Regions from separate parts of the Mus musculus genome. Here all the other regions are linked to region 3. The links are chromatin contacts, called in public HiChIP or PLAC-seq maps. All regions are on one chromosome and are shown on one strand. The core of a region is the stretch at or near the end of the contact, and the rest is flanking DNA. Distances in the headings are between cores, read along the strand shown.

The links. HiChIP or PLAC-seq counts read pairs in DNA pulled down with a chosen protein or histone mark.
Region 1: a contact with region 3 is called in an H3K27ac HiChIP or PLAC-seq map of thymic regulatory T cells, with 14 times the contacts expected there. The contact joins the enhancer-like site here to the promoter of Zfp821 in region 3. A contact is called at or near these places in 2 of 39 promoter capture datasets (cranial neural crest and pre-B cells) and 4 of 115 datasets of contacts at active chromatin or transcription factors (astrocytes, embryonic forebrain, embryonic midbrain and 1 more).
Region 2: an H3K27ac HiChIP or PLAC-seq map of cardiomyocytes shows a contact between it and region 3, with 11 times the contacts expected there. The contact joins the enhancer-like site here to the promoter of Zfp821 in region 3. A contact is called at or near these places in 2 of 39 promoter capture datasets (hippocampal neurons and maxillary cranial neural crest) and 5 of 115 datasets of contacts at active chromatin or transcription factors (cardiomyocytes, embryonic hindbrain, large pre-B cells and 2 more).

What each region holds. Positions count from the first base shown.
Region 1 is chr8:107,113,154-107,115,853 of GRCm38.p6, reverse strand. No RefSeq gene overlaps it. Among named protein-coding and RNA genes, the nearest start is that of Gm39240, 9.6 kb to the left of the region's middle. Within about 2 kb of position 1,308, at least 131 of the 459 cell types and tissues checked have an H3K27ac peak or open chromatin away from gene starts, as enhancers often do. A contact at or near this core is called in thymic regulatory T cells, where this site is marked.
Region 2 is chr8:107,385,412-107,388,126 of GRCm38.p6, reverse strand. No RefSeq gene overlaps it. Among named protein-coding and RNA genes, the nearest start is that of Nqo1, 16 kb to the left of the region's middle. Within about 2 kb of position 1,311, at least 21 of the 459 cell types and tissues checked have an H3K27ac peak or open chromatin away from gene starts, as enhancers often do. A contact at or near this core is called in cardiomyocytes, where this site is marked.
Region 3 is chr8:109,704,193-109,706,892 of GRCm38.p6, reverse strand. It overlaps Zfp821 (zinc finger protein 821), which reads right to left and starts at 1,347. Exons shown (of 9, transcript NM_001167946.2): 1 at 1,030-1,347; 2 at 474-536.

The DNA.
Region 1 (2,700 bases), core at 59-2,558, 2.6 Mb after region 3:
TGGTTTTTTGTTTGTTTGTTTTGTTTTGTTTGATACAGGGTTTCTCCGTGTAACCCTTACTCACTCTGTAGACCAGGCTGGCCTTGAACTCAAAGAGATCTGCCGAAATCTGGGATTAAAGACATGTACCACCACCCCCAGCCATAAAAAAGTAGCAATTTCTGAGGCTTTTTTTTTTTTTTTTTTTTTTTGAGACAGGGTTTTTCTGTGTAACCCTGGCTATCCTGGAACTCACTCTGTAGACCAGGCTGGCCTTGAACTCACTGAGGCTAAATTTTTAACACCATGGAAAGATATAAAGGCACAAGAAACTCTTCCCTGTATCTGTTCCACTTTCCTCTGCTAATTATCATTAATAGTCCTTTCTTTTCTTTGTGTGTGTGAATGTGAGCTGTAAGTGCCTGTGTATGCAGGAATGCACACACTCTTGCGCACGTGAACACACACACATTTTTTAGAAAGTTTTCCTATGTAGCTCTGGATTGCCTCAAACTCACCCATCCTCGCGCCACATCCTCCACGTACCAACATTACAGGCACCGGTTCCCACACCTGACTTAATTTAATCTTTTTAATGAAGAATGGGTCCAGGTGTTTAGTAATACTACCATTTCCAAACCTGCTGGGACATCGAGATCAGAATGTCCCAGGGAGTTTCACTGGAAATCCACAGCTGCCTTCTGTGAACTCCATTCTCATCCCCCAGTCAGGGAAGGAAACTGGAATCTCGACACTGAAGGGCGCGTCCACGGTGCCGGTGTACAGACCACTGTGCGAACAGCCATCCACCCTCCCGTTTCTTGCTACAGGGGCAGCTCCTGTTTCCTGATTTCCTGTTACTCACGGGTTATTCACCAGAGCCTTATCAGGGTGTCTGCACAGCACCAAGACCCTGTGCCTTTCTTCCAGACCCGGGGAGGTATGGTGTGGTGTGAATTTCGACACAGCCAAGGCGGTGTTGCTGGGGGTTAGTTGGTTAGTGTGGGTGTTGGCAGCCAGCTGGGGCTCGGGTAGGGAGCCTGTGTGTGGGTGAAACTCAGGAATCCTGTGGCACTACAGTTACAGAAAAAAATTTAAAGGCCCAGCCCAGGCCTTTACGAAGTACAGCTGAGTCTGACAAACCCAGAACCAGCCCCAGCTCTCAGATCTTCTGGGGCGAGGGGTTGGGAGGGGGCGGGATACAGTTCCCTGTGGGCCCTTCTAAATCAGATAAGACATAATGCAGATGAAACGCGGGTGGGAAACGCACGGTAGACAGCAGATTACAGTCATAAAAAGAGATGACAGATTTCATCGTCACTCATGACCCACCCAAATGTCACGTCCTCTGGGCTCTTTCCCTGGCATTTCCTGCCCCAAGTGGATGTTCTTTCCATTGTACTCCCCGACACTTGAAATCGAACAACAAAAGGAAAAAAAAAATACTACTACTGCTGCCTGAGGTTTCCTGGGTCAGAATATCTAGCTGCTTTCCTGTTTGATCTCCCACCAGTCCAGGGGTCCCAGGGAGTTAAAGGCCCACGGGCTGTTTAGTCACGTGGTCTTCACTTTTCTTTCTTTCTTTTTTTTTTTTTTTTCTTACATACTCAATTAGCTTTCTAATTTCTGTAGCCCTAGAAACAGACCTATACCCGGGCCTCTTGATCCGTAACAAAAGTAGCACTTCAGAAATGAGGGGTTTTGCTTTTGGTTTTCTATGTTTATGATTTTTACAGTGAGTTGGTATGTATCACATGTGTGCAGGTATCCATGGAGACCAGAAAGTATCATATTGTCTGAAACTGGATTTGCTGGCAGTTGTGAGGCACCGTGTGGATGCTGGGAACTGAACCCACCGTTCAAGAACAGTGTGCGTTCTTAAACTCTGAGCCGTGGGTCTGTTAGCCCCGGAAGGGGATTTTCTTAAAGAAGGTCAATGAATCCGATACTCATAGAAAAATAAAATGCACCTGAGCCCTGTTGTTCGCCATTCTCAAACATCAGAGTTAGATTCGATAAAAGGTTACACATGGGGCTGAGGCTGTAGCACCGCTGGTTGAATGCTTGGGTTCCAGACCACCACCGCAGAAAACCAATGTGGTGATGCCTGCCTGTGATCCCACCCATGAGGACTTGACACAGGAGGATCAGGAACTCTGACACTGTCCTTGGCTACAAGCAAGGCCACTTTGAGCCTTTCCTTTGAGGCAGAGGCAGACAGATCTCTGACTTCAGCCTGACAATATGTTGAGTTTCTGGCCAAGCATGGCCACATCTTGAGTCATGAGGATGGGGTAGGTGAGGGAGAGAGAGACAGTTCAGATGGTAAAAGCACCTTTCGCACAAGCCTGCCGATCTGACTTTCCATCCCTGAAACCTCATGGTGGAAGGAGAGAGCTGACTCCTGAATGTTGCCCTCTGACCTCCACACACACCACTGGCATGCTACCCTTTCAGCCTCTCGCTCAGCCTCATCTTTTTTTTTTTTTTTTTTTAAAGACTGTTGCTAGGGCAACAGTTAGTAAAGTGCTCGCCTTGCAAATTCAAAGCCTTGAATTAGATCCCCAAAACCCTTGTAAAAAGCTGGGTGTGACTGCAATCCAGGTGCTGAGAAAGCAGAAAGAGGTGGATTTTTGCTGCTCACAGCCTGGCCCAGTTAGTGAGCTCCAGGCCATCGAGAGAGCCTTTTGGCTTCTGGGATTGTCCTCTGGCCTCCACACA
Region 2 (2,715 bases), core at 62-2,561, 2.3 Mb after region 3:
TGCAGAAAACCTTCAGAAAGGCCAACCTCTTTTCTAACCCCAGTTCCGAGGGATCCAGTGCCCTCTTCTGGCTCCTGCAGCCACTGCATGCATAGATAAGTAAATATAAATAAATAAATAAATAAATAAGTAGATATAAATAAATAAATAATAAAGCGGTGTACATATAAAAATAATCCTAAGTGCCACAATGAAAACCGGTAGCCTTCTACCAAAGAAAAACAACTTGACATATACAAATGTCTGGAAGGTTTGTCTGCAATATTGTGAAATCAATGACATTCCTTTTTTATTTTTAAAGATCAGTTGATCAGTTTTATTTTTTAATTGTGTGTGTGTGTGAGCGCGCACACACGCGCATGCCTGAGGGTTTGTGAATATGTGTGTACAAGTGCCCACAGACTCCAGAAGAGCACCTTCTAGCACCCAAAGCTGGAGTTACATGTGGCTGTGAGCCACTCGAAGTGGATGCTGGGGAGCCAAACTCAGGTCCTCTGCAAAGAGCAGCAACTGCTCCTAGCTATGAAACCATCTTTCCAGTCCTGATAATTACATTCCATTTAAGGAAATGTGTGGATATCATGTAGGCCTTATTATTATTATTATTATTAATTATTATTATTATTTTGGTTTTTCAAGACAGGGTTTCTCTGTATAGTCCTGGCAGTCCTGGAACTCACTTCGTAGACCAGGTTGGCCTCAAACTCAGAAATCTGCCTGCCTCTGCCTCCTGAGTGCTGGGATTAAAGGCATGCGCCACCATGTCTGGCTGGCCTTATTATTTATAGTAAATAATTTTAAATGTGTGTGTGTGCATGTGTGTGTGCATGTTGGTGTCTAACGGATAGTCTTACAACTGTGAACCAAGTACCCTACTGTTGAACTACTCTCTCAGTTCCTGATTTTGGCATAAAATTGCATTTTATTTAGGTGTGTATGCATACGTGAGCATGGCGCGCCTGTGGAGACTAGAAGGTAGAATCACATCTCCTGGCTGGAGTTACAGGCAATTATAAGCCCCTGTTGTAAGTGCTCAGAACTGAACTCCACTTGGACTGTCCTGCTAGGACAGCAAGGGCTTTTATGTTGAGCCACCTCTCTCTAGCCACTCAATTTAAATCTCAAATGCACTCGAGGCATGTTGGTGGCACATGGCTATCATCCCATCACTCAGGAGATGGAAGGCAGGAAGGTCAGAAATTTAAGGTCACCCTGAGCTACGTAGTGAGTTTGAGACCATCTTGGGCTACATGAGAAACAAATAAACCTTGAAGTATATCTCTTTCTACCCTGAGTGAAGTTAAAGATGACAATAGTGCGCCCTCTTGTGGCAAATGGGAAGTATACAAAACTAGGTGGCCAGAAAATTTGTAGACCTGACAATACTGGATGCTTTGGAATTCATTTTAGCAAATCAACTCATTTCTGGCACCAGGCAGATTAAGTCAGGGTTATCTACAGGAGCAGAACTTATAGAATGAATCTAGATGGATGGATGGGTGGATAGATAGATAGATAGATAGATAGATAGAAAGGGGATATATTAGATTGATTTATAGGCTGTGGTCCAGTTCTCCAACAATAACTATCTTCCAACAGATGATCCAAGAATCCAGTTGAATTTTTGTCCATGACATTAGATGTTGTTAGTCCCATGGGTTGAGAATAAGACCTCTGCCACAATCTTCCAGCCAAATTTGAAGCAAGCTTTAATTAAATACTGACAAGGAGGATGGACTCTGGCCAGGTCTATTCCAGGGTTTCCATGAAATGGCCACGAGTCACACTTGGCAGAGGCTTAAGACGACAACCCCATAATGGCATGGTATTTTCCATTACGTGTGATCAAGCTCACTTGTTTAGGGGAGTGAAAACACGTGGCTTGTTATCTCTCAGAAACAACAGCGTCCAGCATTGCAGGAAATGTCTGTTCCTGAGTAAAAGGCTTACAGGTTAGACGCATTTTTGTTTCATGGATCTCTTAGGAACAGTAAATTAAAATGTAATGTTGGCTCTCACAGGGTCTCAGCATTCCAAAGAAGTAGGCTATCTTGCCAGTGGAGGAATGGATTTGCCAGTGACAGTGAAGGTCGTTAGGTAGAGAGAGCAACCTTCCTTCTTCTGTGTCCTTTATATAGACTGCCAGCAGAAGGTGTGGCCTAGATTCCCACCTCAAAAGATCTGGATTAAAAGTGGGTCTTCCCATTTTAAATGATTTAATTTTTTTTAATTAAAAAAATCCCTCACAGGTGTGCCCAATCACTTGAGTTTTAGCCAATTTCAGATGCCACACAGGCTAAAGGAGAATCTCCTGGGAGACCACTTTAGAGATTCAGTAACAAATGATGACCAGGAGTAGGTAGCCTGAGCTAGCCCAGTAGGGCTGCTTCATATTGAAGCACCTATCCCTGGTACCTACGTGGTGAGAGGAGGGGAATGACTCCTGAAAGCTATGTTCTGACCACACATGTGCCATGGCGTATGTGCTTGAGAGAATGCACACACACACACACACACACACACACACACACACACACACACACACGTGCAAACACACAGATAAATAATGTAAGGAGATGTTTTAAGAGCACTAGGAAAGAAAGTGGTGTAGGAATTATAGCACACAGTGAGAATGTGAGCAATAGATGCCTGAGTGGGCGTGGGGGCCGTGCTCACTCTGACATATCCAACAAACCCGCCACTCTTCCAATGCTA
Region 3 (2,700 bases), core at 98-2,597:
GTAAGGAGACAGACAAATGGCACGGGGAGGCCACTCCTGACCCAAACTGCACAATATCTGAGGTTAGTTTTATAGGTTGTAACCCTCTTAAAACAAGACCCCATAAGTACAAAAGGTCACTTGGTCCCTTTTGCTTTCAGCGCTGCCCAATTGTGAAACTTAAGCTCGGAATGTAATTGGATAGCGAGCCGCCTGAGTATCTTCTGCTCAGGGAGGAACCTGGGAAGAACGGGAAACTGAGGATCGACCTACAAGGGATGCGACTTTTAAAGGGAGTAGGGGTTTTTGTTTTTGTCATCTATAGAGCCACAGTCAAGAGTCCTTGGGAAGGATGCACTGGCCCCCACCCCCTCATCCTGCCTCTGCTCTCACAGGTGTTAGGATGCAGCTTCCAGGGCACACACACTACAGATGTGCGTGTGTGTGTGCGCGCGCCCTTTTCCAGCCTTAAAGAAAAGAGGGTGCACTCCCACCTCCAGCTCTGATGAGGTTCCCACGAAGCAAAGTAAAGTCGCCCGAATCCGAGTGATGTGAAGCTGCCAAAAGGGAGAAGAGAAAGACAATCATACAGCCATTTCACTGTGCCCGGGTCCTCTCGGGTCGGCGCTGGAGCTGGGGTGTGCCATCAGTTGAGAGGGTGTCTCTCTGGCTTTTCCCAACAGGGGCAGAGGTAAATCCCAGGTAATTAGACTGGAGCCAGAGGTCTCCCTACGCGTTTCTGACCAACCCACAGACGACCACTTAGCCTCCTCCGAAATCTAAATTTAGTAGCTCCTGGGCCAGCCCGCCCGCCCGCCCGCCCGCTCCAGGACGGCAGGGGCCCCCCGCCCCGTCCGCTCTCCCACGCCCATCCTCCCCTCCCCCAGCTCCACCCCAGCCTGTCAGACGCCGGCCCGCGAGGCCCGCACCCGGCCGCCGCCGCAGCACCCAGCCCGCCCCTCCCCAGGAGCGAGCAAACAAAAGGCGGGCGGCGGCGCGGGCAGTCGGGAGCTACGCGGGTTGCCGACTCCCGGCGCGGGGGCGCTTTACCCGCAGCCTCGGCGCTCCGCGTCCCTGGGCTCCGCCTCCGGACGGACAGACCGCGGGACAATGGGCCCCGGCCGCAGCTCCAGCCGGCCGGGCCCGGGCTCTCTGGGACCCGGCCCCGGTGGGCAGAGGGTGGCTGCGGGCCGGGCTGGCGGCGGGGAGGCGAGGGGCGGCGCGGCGGACAGACAAAGCCAACGGCAGACAGACGGACGGAGGGGGGAAAAAAAAAAGATGGCGACGCGGACGACGGGAGCGCGCGGTTCGCGCTCTCGCAGCGAGTGGGGCGCGTGCCGGAGCCTCACCTCTCCTCCCGCCGCCGCCCCGACCCCTCCCGGCTCCCGAGGCGCGCGCCTGGCGCTGTGGGCGGGGCCTCGGGGGAAAAGGGTCCGGGAAGGCGGGGCTTAGGGAGCATCCAATCGCGGGCGTTCCAGAGGGGCCCCGCCCGCGATCTGGTCCTGGCGACGCGGAGCTGAGCATCTAAAGAGCTTTCGGAGGTGTCCTGACGTTTCCGCGCACCTTTAGAGCGGGTGAACTCCACTCAGCTGTCATCTCCCCGGCTGGTTTCCTCTCCCAAAGTCGAGTTCAGCCACAGAACCCACATCCCCCAACCACAGCTCCGCCGCAGGCTTCCCCCTCCGTAGCCGAACCTGGGCCAACCATCCCGTAGTCACAAACCCTCTTCACTCCCACTTGTCCCAAGGCTTCTTCAACTCTCGAGGCATTTAAAGTAAAGAAAGAGGGCCCACAGCTTCTGTGGGAGGGACTAAGCTATCAGGTGGTCACAGACACAGGACCTAGGTAGCTTGTGGTCCTTGTTGCTATCTAAGGGTGTTTGGAAAGGCTGAACGTGGTTCAACTCCGTTCTAACGCGACTCCTGTTACTGTCCGCGTCATTATTTCTCCGTTGCTCTCCCTTCTTTCCCCTTATTTGGGCGGAAAACCCATACCTACCCCTGAAGTCTCTCCGTAGAGAAGTAAAAAGAGGAGCCCTGTTTTAGAAGGCCCAACTTTCAGCCCCAGCTTTGCCACCGACCAGTCTGTTCGCTTTTGGGCAAGTCACTTCCCTGTTCTGGCCCTCTTCTCTCAAGAGTTGTGCTAGTCATGTAAAACAATCTCTGAAAGCCCTGTGCAAGTTCTCTTATGATTTGCGGCTTCACGAGGCAGAACAAACAAGAGTGCTGACTCTTGCTGATAAAATGACTAGTCGAAGTGTTTGCATAAAGCATTCTTACAAATTCTTCCTTCCTGAAATCTCCAACGAGATGCCATTGCCTGTGTCTTGCAGAATGTGCTAGAACGGTGGAATTGAAGAATGGTGGTCCTTGACAATGCTGTAGGTAAATTGTTCTTGCTTGTTTGCTTTTTGTTGTTGTTTTTTGTTTTGTTGTTTCAACTGACCGAAGAGGAGAAGACTAGAGCCTGGTTTACTGATGGCTCTGCACGTTATGCAGGCACCACCCAGAAGTGGACAGCTGCAGCATTACAACCCCTTTCTGGGACAACCTTGAAAGACACAGGTGAAGGGAAATCTTCACAGTGGGCAGAACTCCGGGCAGTACACATGGTATTACAGTTTGTTTGCAAGAAGAAATGGCCAGATGTACAATTATTTACTGACTCATGGGCTGTAGCCAATGGATTGGCTGGATGGTCAGGGACTTGGAAAGATCACAA